Regions from separate parts of the Bombyx mori genome. Here region 2 is linked to region 1. The links are chromatin contacts, called in public Hi-C maps. All regions are on one chromosome and are shown on one strand. The core of a region is the stretch at or near the end of the contact, and the rest is flanking DNA. Distances in the headings are between cores, read along the strand shown.

What was found. Hi-C and Micro-C count contacts between places; a contact is called where the count stands out from the background.
Region 2: a Hi-C map of whole pupa shows a contact between it and region 1, with 1.7 times the contacts expected there. The contact joins the promoter of LOC101735590 here to the enhancer-like site in region 1. A contact is called at or near these places in 2 of 7 Hi-C or Micro-C datasets (an unstated tissue and whole pupa).

Annotation. Positions count from the first base shown.
Region 1 is chr10:10,547,346-10,553,190 of ASM3026992v2, forward strand. The region is part of intron 4 of LOC101735590 (BMP-binding endothelial regulator protein); the gene reads right to left. Among protein-coding and RNA genes, the nearest start is that of LOC733030, 31 kb to the left of the region's middle. Within about 2 kb of position 2,331, at least 3 of the 8 cell types and tissues checked have open chromatin away from gene starts, as enhancers often do.
Region 2 is chr10:10,607,281-10,613,125 of ASM3026992v2, forward strand. It overlaps LOC101735590 (BMP-binding endothelial regulator protein), which reads right to left and starts at 3,004. Exons shown (of 9, transcript XR_009974080.1): 1 at 2,078-3,004; 2 at 1,919-1,989.

The DNA.
Region 1 (5,845 bases), core at 1,081-3,580:
GTTCTCTTCCAGCAAATTAAAATCAATGTAATCAATATAACCTATATTGCAAAAGGTGGATACGGCAAAAATAATCATAATAAATATATAAAATGTGAAGTAGAAATAAAATTACTGGAAACATAGTAAAATACAAATAAAGAATTAATTTAAATTGGAACTAATTTTTTGTTTTCCGAAGGATTGCGGGTAACGCCCCCGTCGGTGCAGTGATGATATGCTTTTTATTTATTTATTTAAACGTGCATTTTCCTGATGTTCTATTTCTTGAAATATTTAAAAAATATCGAGATTATCATGTTCATATTTCGGTGATCCAGCATGTGTTGCGATTTTACAAACGCACTAGTCGTTTTAAAATCACACGTGCGATATATACGTCTTGCACGATTGGTTAACTTTTATCCGACTGCATCTACCTACTACGGAAGCCTAATAGAATATAGCCAAATTTTCAAACTGTAAGTGTGTGTACTTCTCTGACGTGATGCTATAATGCGTTCTTGTGTAAGCAATAGAATATACCTTATTCCATTGCAAAAAAGTCCATTGTCCAAGAGCAGAAGATTTTAGAGCTTGTTTGCTTGATATCATAACGATCTGGTTTTTTTTAAAAATTTAATTACACTTTTTTACTACCAACTCAATCTAGATACTTTATTTATCAATTAACATTGTAATATTGTATTTTATGACTCACTATCAAAAAACGAATCGAAACAGTCATTGTAAAGGTACTAGACATATTTGTGGCTTTACATTGTTAAAAGAGTTTAAGCGCGCATGATTATTAAATGCAATAAAAATCTCAACTAAAACAATTTAACTGTTTTAAGAGTCGCGATAACAGCGGATTTCAATACAAAATATTGTCGTTTATAATAATTAAAGTCTTTATCGACGTAATATAAACTGTTTTGTTTTTAATAACATAAGTGAGTTAATTTTATTCAATCTAAAAGTAATGATAATGAGTCATCTGCTGTTTGTATTAGGTATTGCACATGATACATTAATGTCGGAAGAAGATTTAACATCCCTTTATACGAATTTCAAGAGTGGTTCATAGAATTTGGATGTATGATGTAGATTTAGTTTCATTATTCATCAAAAAAAGATATTTCATTAATGTTTCCGCATAAAAATGACGGGCTTAAAGTAACTTGATTTATCATGACAAATCAACGTGTTGATGAAAACAAAATGTTTTTTAAAACAAATAATTCACAGATATTTTTAAACCATCAATAACGTTCCACCGACACAGGATGCAGCTTCCCCACTATAAAGAATTACAAAGAAGCTAAGAAGAGCTTGCTCTTTTCCAAATATACGAACATAAACAGAAAATTACGATTATCATTAGTATTATTGTATTATAATATTATTGATAGAAAAAATATCTGTGATTTTTATTTATTAAATAATTGGGTAAACAAGCTCATGGCCAACCTTGTTGCTATGTGTTTACCGGAAGCATATTAACACCACAACGTAAATGCCACCACCCATCCCGAGACATGAGGTCTAAATCTCAATTGTATAGCATAACAGCTGACCCTTCCTTCAAACTATAAAATTACGCACATTATCTTTAATGGAAATTTAGTTTTTACTAGCTGACGCGGCAGACTTCGTAGTGCCTCAATCGATAAATAAAAGACCTAAACTTTTGTATAAAATAAACTTAAAACAAACAAAAGGAATCCGTCCGACACGTCAAAGGAAAAACAACATTGTTATTTTTATTTAATTTCCAGCATTTTCATATTAATCTACCTTTTAAACCTTCTATGGACTTCCAAAAATAAGTCAAGATCAAAATTAGCCAAATCGATCCAGCCGTTCTCGAGTTTTAGCGAGACTAACGAACAGCAATTCATTTTTATATAATACCTATATAGATAGATAACATGATGTTATTCCTACATTGTGAAAGGCATGTCCGCTCATGTTTTAAGTACGTTTTTATTGAAGCTGTTTACGTGATTTAATAACACGGCATAATCGCATCGCTCAATGCGAGTACACCAGACTTTTTCTTTAGGCTAGCTCTATCCTACCGGAAAAGCTTAGGACAGCGTTTGTAATAAGACAATATGGCTCAATCAGTATCAGGTGGGCGCCACCTCATCTGCTCCTCTTAAGTAACAAAATATTCAAAATTTTAATCATGCGCATTATGTTCATTGCGAACTTTATTTATTTACATTTAAAAACAAGTTCAGTTAAACTCGGAGATATTCTCGTAAGTTATCGCTCGATAGTCAATAACGTAGGTCGTAACGAAGATTTTCTCGTACGCGGTCGCGTTGCGTCGTGCAAATAAATGCATTAATATTATTCATAATGAGAATTCAAATGTTTGTAATGATAACAAGTTCACATACGGCTCTCGTAATTACTTAATGCGTTCTTTAACGGTTCTTTGTTCTAAAACACATTTGCATGGACACGTGGCCCTCGAGGGAAATGCTAATGGCTTTCCTATACAAGGGTTGCCAACGAAATACAAAATCTTTTGTTTTTTCTTTTATGATAATTTGTTCGTAGCCACCTCTATACGTCTTCGTGTTCTTGTAATATTTCGGTCACAAAGCCTCCACAAAACTTGATAGCTTGGAAAGATTCGTAGTGGTATCGTTACCGGGAAAATTGAGGGAAAAAGGTCTTGTGGCCGAAGTCCAAAGCGGTGGTCTAATCAGGTTACTCAGCAGCTGAAAATGCCGATCAACGAGGCTCCCCACCAGGCAAATGATACGTGGAGAGAAAGAGTGAGAAGACTAAGAATAGACGACAGAAGAGTCCTCAAGAATAAGAAACCAACTGAGAAGATATATTTAGTCATTCATTAAATTTCACAAAATCCACATATTTGTTCACAGGGCAAAAATGAAACATGCTTTAATATTTTTTGATGAAAAAAGCGACTACCTTTCAGATGAAATGGGTTTATAAAGTTAACAACGTCATTATAATAATAATTTAATATTTGAATGTTTTTTTCATCTGATAACAGTATTCGAAATTGGTATTGAATCTATATAACTCGATTTTGTTAAGCTTCATTTTATCGAAGTCTTTTGATTTCAGTAGTCCTTCGTCCTCGTCCTGTAGTCTAACGAGTGCCCTTCAAGAGCGGTCCCAGGCTTGGGACTGGTTAGTACAACTATGTTTCTAAAGAGTATTTGTACTCATCTAGAATTTTAAAAAAAACTTTATCACAACCCTATACGACAATGCTTACTTTGGTATTAGCATTTATAATGAGGATGTCATAGCATTTTATACCAGTCGCCTATTGTAGGACCACCCTGAATAATGCGCTTTATATGAAAATTGACATTCTGTAGAGACATTTAAGTCCGTTAGAGCTACGTAATTTGTTTTCAATAAGTTACCAAGTACTCGTATAGTTGAGTGTAGAACAATGTTTGGATAGCTTGTATTTTTTCAATCCGTACAAATATTCTTGTAGGTGTTGTTGCCAGTTTTATATGGTATTTTTTTTATTGAATCCGAATCCAAAGAACCCTTTATGTGGGTGAAATTATTTTAAAGTTAGTCTCTTAATAAAGGTATGTACCTAACGCACTTTTATTAGATTGGTATGTATGTCGGTTTGTATGTATGGGGTTCTTTGGATGGGATCTTCACCGATTTTATGACGCCCAATTAGCTAGAAATTTTCACACGCATCTAAGTCCAAGTTGCTGCGGTAGGTGTAGTAGATTTAGATTACCGGAGTTCATTTATTTCAATGGACCTCTATATCAACGAAACTAATTCACCCAGAATTAATGACTGATGCTACACAAAATTAAACTTTAAAAACAACGAAGAACGTTTAATTTTCATTACAAAGGTTTTGCTTCAACTATTTTGTGTTTATTCTCATTTTTGTAAGTTACATATTTTTAACATTTTTGAGGCATTTGAGGTAATAAATAGTAAAGCAGCTTTTCCAACTCCTAGTTTAGCATGTTTAAATTTCTTATTAAGTGAAACCCGTTTTTTAGATTCTGTACTTTTTTATGCTTCATACTTTAGCCGTGTTATACGCTTATACTTATGTTCTTCTCACAAACATCCACCTAACATATACATATTTGTTACATGTTTATTTACTAAGATATAATCCTACGTTGTTTCATGGTGGCAATTATTATTATTTCAATTCGCCATTAAAATTCGTACCATGATTAACCAGTTCTCTAAGTAGAAGTACTACTTGAGAAACGATCTAAATATCTTTTATGGTTATTTTATTTTCACATAGCGCTAATCGAATATCTACAAACGATAAATTTCATCTAAAATTGTGCGCTCTTTTTGTCAATGAATTATCATAATTTAAGGAAATCCTGTTTATTCTGTGTTTTTATTTGCCATATCCATTCAAATTGTTTATGTATTCATTTTTATCCCAATTTCGGTTAACACCGAGACCTATATAAAGCTAGACACAGATTACGTTCCGCAAAAATCATGGCGTTTGCAACAGCACTGATATATCGGGAACACAAATATCAAAATCGGGTTAAGAGCCAGTCAAAACAAATTTGTAATTTATCTAAGCTCAGATTAGTTCAGGTGCTTGGCTGTGTCGTCAGCATCGCTGAAGCACTTGTGCGACGCTGACAGCTCTCCACTAGGTGAGTCGAATGCTGATCTGCCTCGTCAGCCTGCAGCGACAGTAAAAACAGCCCTAGTATCAAGGACCCCACCATTCCTACCCAATGTCTCTCCAATATCGAGAATTACAAAATATTAAATGTGTATTTAATTTTTTGTGTGTGCTCGTTTGTCACTTAACAATGATGGTTTAGCACTAACGTTATTTGTATACTCGGTAACCAAAAACGATCATGATGTCATGATACAATCATTTCATTCATAACGAAGAACTGGCTCATTCCCCATAATATAACTTATCCAGTTTAGTTTAACATTTAAACGCTAGAGTTTAGAAATTTGAAAAAAAAACCGATATGTTTTACTTTTGTTATTTACAGTTATTTCCATACGATTAATTAAAATTTCGATATTTTATTTGAAGATGAGTAGTTACGTCATGCTATCTATGACAGTAGCCTGTTAGCATCGTATGGATCATGACATCTAAGTATTTAGACCAGTATTTTTCACATGTACCATAATTTAAAGTTTAGTCCAATTATTTAGCACAGAGTGGGTCAGCACCTCGCAGTAACTAATATGAGATAAGGAAACGATTATCTAACAACGAATATTTAACAATCAAAGGAGTCAAGCAACTTATTAGCAGGTAAACTGCCAGACATTATCAATATTGGCGGCCAATATTTGCACAAATCTGTAAACTTATCAAACGTTTTAACACCAAACAGAGCTCAGCATTCTAATTTGTCCGCACTCCCAATCACAGTCTAATAACTTACAGTTGAATTTCTACAATCAAGACTCGTGAAAAATACGAAGTGCAAATAAAGGCATATTTTGTTTTGAACTACATATCTCCATTTCTGCAGATCAAAATAGTTGAAAACGAATAAGTTGAGCACAGTATCGAACCTACGCTCTATGAAAAACACACATTTCACCGGTGAACTAAGCTATAATCAGTACGAAGCACACATTTTATGATAATCTTGTTTCTAATGATTCATTACGTAAATATATGTACATAATAATGGTTTTGTGTTTTTCTAGTAGAATTTTATCCACTCTTGAGTATTTAGGTACTTAATTTATTTAAACAGTTTGTTTTACATTTCGATTCAGATTATTTCGCCTTATCATTCACTCAGAAAAGATTACATATTTTAGATAGTTAAAATGCTCAGGTGCTCTGAACTGTGGAGTA
Region 2 (5,845 bases), core at 1,754-4,253, 61 kb after region 1:
AACAAATCTTTCCTCTTTATAATTTTAGTATAGAAGTATAGATAAGTGAACGAGCTCACGAGCCATCCGCTGTTAAGTGATTACTGCATCTCGTAGACATTGTGAATACCGCCACCCACTTTGAGAAATTTAACTGAAGTATTTATCGTATATCAAGCTCCAAATAAGTATGTCAAAATGTGTCTAAATCAATAATAATACATAATAATTATGATCCTATTGAAGACAACAAGCTTTTACATTAAGCATTCCATTTAAATAAAGCTCATGAAGCTAAGTAAAAATTGCTTCGCAAATTAAAAGCATCCCTTGGCATTAGATGGCAGGGGAATTAATCTGCTGGTCTATGTCAGTTACTAATCATTTTTAATTTTTTTTACTGGTGGTAGGACCTCCTGTGAGGTACCACCACCTCGCCTATTTCTGCCGTGAAGCAGTATTTCGTTTCGGTTTGAAGGGTGGGGTAGCCGTTGTAACTATATCGAGACCTTAGAACTTATATCTCAAGGTGGGTGGCGCATTTACATTGTAGATTTCTATGGACTCCAGTAACCACTTAATACCAGGTGGGCTGTGAGCTCGTCCACCCATCTGAGCAAAAAAATATTTTTTGAGAAGATTAACGAACACACATCCTTAAAACCTATTTTATGTTATAGCTTGATTATAATTGTTGTCAAGAACAAAAATAACAACAGCAGTAGTAGATAAGTAACTACTCATTTTGTACATTTTACGTTCGTTTTGAGATATGGCCAATTAGCTTCATACTAAAGGATCAATCATTTGAGCTTGTTGATACATAGGTACATACATGTATTATGTATGTTTGCCAATACTCACTTAAAGAATCTTCAATTCTAATTCAATTTGTTGCGACATAATGAAATTCGTCTTTGTGTAATTTTGTTGATAAAGCTTGAAGGCTGATAATGGACCGTAATGATAGACAGCGTTTAGACCGTCTCGCCCGCTGAGTTTCTTGCCGGATCTTCTCAGTGGGTCGCGATTCCGATCCGGTGGTAGATTCTGCGAAGCACAGCTCTTGCCGGGGCTAGTGTTAGCAAACTCTCTCAGGTTGAGCCCTTGAGCTCACCTACCAGTCCGGGCGTAGCTGGAATAGCTTTTTACGCTACCCGTAAGATATATGCGTAAGATAATAGACCGTCTAGAACAGCTATTAAAATCACCAAGCTTGGGCTCATTAAATTCGTCTGTTCGAGTACTATTCAGTAAACTATCAAACTGAACACGAAGGTTGAACGCATTCTGACAACTACAAAAATCGGTAAGTAATTTAAAAGACTACCTATATCAGAATGACGAATTGGAAGAAATATATACAGAAACTTCTTGTAAATCATAAGTTAAAAAAAACTCATAAACTAGCATATATATAAGTATTTAGTTTTTATTGTATCACACCGTTTCGGAACTAAAATTATATTTAAACTAGTTGATTGGATTTTTAAATTTGTATATGTATGTGTTTAAGATAGATACGAAAATTCAAGCAACTAATGAGTATGATATTAGACTTACAACATCGCCTACTGGTTTGTTTTCTTATTGCCGTAGTAAAAGCTGTTGCTACGTCATCGTTACGTTGCATACAAGTCTATGGGTATTAAAGTACAATATAGGTTGCTGTGGATATATAGTGGAATGTGTTTTGAAACTTATTCAGATTCTTACCGATGCATCATTTTTTTAAATCGAATTTTATTTTATCTTGACCCAACTTAACGAGGTTACTTCAACTTAAGTACTTACTTGCGCATTTACTACGTACGTGCATGTAGCCTTAACTTGTTTGGTTGCCATGCAAGTAACTTTCTAATATAACACACAAAAACTATGAATAAAAATATATTGAAATGTATCGGAGAAAAAATGTCATAAAACAATAATTACTCACCTTTAAATTCAGATCGTAGATCTCCAATGCCGGTCAAATTATCAACTACACTCGCGATGCACAACGAAGAACTTAAGTTTTACAAACAAACAAAAAATAATAATAAAAAAAATAGCACCTTTAAAAAATGTAAACAGAGAAGGATATAGCGAAACTCACGTGCATGGAATGTTTACGAAATTTAGGAACCATCGAGTTTGACTTCGGTCGGGAAAACGGAATCGTTTGAGGGATGCCAGTCAGTGTATATGCGATGTCGTTCCGATCTGTCGGGGTCGGTGCGTGGAGATGGGCACACGGTCGGCCATGCAAGCTAGCGCGGGCGTCGGCGAGGCAGCGCGTGCACTGAGTGGCGAGCCGTGGACGATGGCGCGTCGCTGCCGGCCGACCGCGAGACTATGCCCCGCGCGTGCGCCGGACCAGTTCCGACCAGCCTCCCGCGCGCCCACCGCCACAACCTGCATCGCCACCAACATCACAACCAACCCGCATGCATGCAATCTCTTTCACTTTTCAGCATCCTTCAGCCGATACTCGCACAAAATGAATTTCCAAAGCCAGGGTTTTATTAATTATCTATAAGTTTATGACCAAATAAAATAGGCATCGCTACTTATTATCACTGCCAGGTAGGTTATGTATACAAATGACAATTTGAAAATTTCTAGAATGCAACGTAGTAACGTAATTAAGTGGTGAAATAAAATTTGTAACTTACAATGAAATAAATTTTCAATAATCTGAAATTTATGTGTATTATCTAAAATTACCAGACTTCAAAATGTATACTGCCCTCAAATTGCCATTCTGGGCAGACGAGCATACGTCCCACTTGATGAAATTAGTCACCATCGTTCATGGACATTAGCAATTTCAGGGGCCTACTTAAGCCGGGGTCTACTTCAACAATAAGAAAACAAGTTCTTGGCCCATATTATGATGAGTGGTTTAAACTAGAACACATGAAAGCTTCGCAGGAGACAGGTCGGGTTACCAAACTCCGCTAAAATCCTTACGTATAAATTACGCCAATTCTTCTAATTTGAGGCAGATTTAAATCTTAAGCATAATAATAACTTAACTACAAAGAAATTCGCAGAAATTCAAGTGTGCGCATCCTTGTCTACAACGGAACTACGATATGATATCTATGTTATGATTAATCCAATCTATTGTCTAACAAAGGCAGAATGTTGAACTCCGTGACGCTTGCACTTCAATTCTTGATACAATTTATTTTTTTCAATAAATATTAGATAAGAATCCGGTATGAGTCGCACATTCTTAACGGCTGATTCAATTCCAATCAACATAAAGATAGTGCGTCAACAGCCTAAATTTACAAGTAAAGTTGATATGCAATCTGTCTTAGGTGTTTGACTGTTTTCAATTATCATCCCGACACATTTTGAAGCATTCGGGGCTTAATGAGCAAGGCGCCGGGTTTTTGCTGGGTATTAGTTAGTGAATACATCCCACGATAAAGGGACATCGTGCAATACCAATGAAACCCTCAATGTTTATTAATTTACGTAATTACTGGCAGTAGGATGTATCATGACATTCAAGGTCGGTGGCGCATTTACGTTGTCGATGTCTATGGGCTCCAGTAACCACTTAATACCAGGTGGGCTGTGAGCTCGTCCACACACCTAAGCAATAAAAAAAAAATAAAAAAAATTCGCCAATTTATTTTATGTGTGTATCTACGGCTTACCAGATACAAAGTGGCTACCAAAGTCCATAGACATCACGATAAGGACGTTACCACCCATTCTGAGACATGTGGTCGAAATCTCAATTGTATTGTATAAGGTTTGTATCATCAAACCAGTACGTATGACTACTTCGTGGGATAAATCGTTACGATAGTAGTGATAACCACCCGAACTGTCTTGAAATGTACCGTACCACCAGTAAACTTAGGTACGCAATCGCAGAATACAAGTAAAACGATGGTACCCATTCTCCGGTGAATCCTCTAGTCGCTGTTTATGATATCCACCGATTGAGTGGTGTGGTGCCATTGTAGGATGAGACCACATAGTCAATTTTCTTCTTCTAAATTAAAGGACAAATCTACATCGTATTATAGTCACATACGTCACGTTTACTGGTGGTAGGACCTCTTCTGAGTCCGCACGGGTAGGTACCACCGCCCCGTCTATTTCTGCCGTGAAGCAGTAATGCGTTTCGGTTTGAAGGGTGGGGCAGCCGTTGTAACTATACTGAGACCTTAGAACTTATATCTCAAGGTGTGTGGCGCATTTAGGTACGTTGTATATGTATATGGGCTCCAGTAACCACTTAACACCAGGTGGGCTGTGAGCTCGTCCACACATCTCAGCAATAAAATAAAAAAAACATAAATAACAGTATATGTTTTTACTTTATGGGGTTCTATGCCACATGAATTTGATAGTTATGAAACTTTTATTTATTTATTGCTTCGTACAATTCTTGTTAGGAAGGTACCCCCGTCAACAGATATCAACAGATGGGTGTTTCAACATATTTCGCGATAAACAGCAGAGACTAATCACGGTACACTACTAAATCATGCGATTCAACGGGTAATATAAAAAAAATTACAATTATATTCGCACAAATTACGAGCGGCGGTTTCGCAATTCACGCTTGATTGCTTCCAGACTTTGATTACTATCTGACGTCATCGATCGGTGTGATTTACTGTATTAAAGTGATAATGGCAGCAATAATAGCCGTCAGAGGCGGAGACATACGCCAGATAGATTACTAGCTGGGCAAATTACCTTTGTTGAAACTTAATGGATCCGATTTAAGCTGCGTTGCGGCAACCAATAATAACAGATAAACGCAATCGTCACTGCTAACAAGATTTTCAATGCTATGCCAAATCGCCTGTATTAATTTCAAACTACAACTAAATTTATATGGCTTATTTTAAATTTTATCCTTCTTTGATTTTAATTATATATTTTTTTTTTAAATCGTAACACTACCTTTTTTTAATCCTACCTAAGCTGGTAGCCTAGAGAGGCTATTCCAGCGAAACCTTAACTAGTAGGTGAGCTCACGGGGCTCAAACCTGACGACGATGCTAACACGAACCCTAGCAAGAGTCGTGCTTCGCAGAATCTACCACCGGATCGGAAACGCGACCAACTGAGAAGAACCGGCGAGAAACTCAGTGGGCTGTGTCTGAGAGTTAATTTACTCGTCGAGCCCTTCGTCGCAAGCGACGGGTTCGACGAGAACGGTGACCGGTGCTTGAAGTACCTAGAAGCACCGTTAGTGGATCGGGAGGATCCGAGATGACGTGTTTTGGGCGACGTCGACTGCTTTCCATTCTGTCCGCAGGATCGGGAATGTAGTTACCGGCGGCCACGATGAGAGGGTTCTCGTGTCGTGCCGCTTAATCGAAGTGGCGCATCGACGCCGACTGTAAATACTTACTGACGGACTCTAAGTCCAGGTCGTCATGGAGGTCGACGTTCCTGACGAACCACGGAGCTCCGACGGCTATCATGCAAAAACGGGATTGAATAATTTGGAAGGATTTTAAGTGAGTGCGGGCCGCGTGAGCGAACACTACACTTGCATAGGTCATAACGTAACACTACCACGCAATTTGAATACCAGGGTAATGTAGAAGTATTTAGTTTTCACTGACTATTGATTAACAACTACCCTAACTTAAAGGAAAACAAAGTTAATTAACTACGCTTAGTATGAATACTTATTACTTAGCTTGATTCATATTTTGTGTTAGTGTGGGCCCTCGTGTTCACTAAAAACCGTGAAACTCGTGCGTAAGCTTTTTTTAATTACTTTACATTACGCGGGATACAATATATGTACGACGAATAAAAACAAAATATATCGTTTCAAATATAGTTTTATTAGATTACTCTTTTGGTCTAATGTTTGAAGGCATCGTGGCAT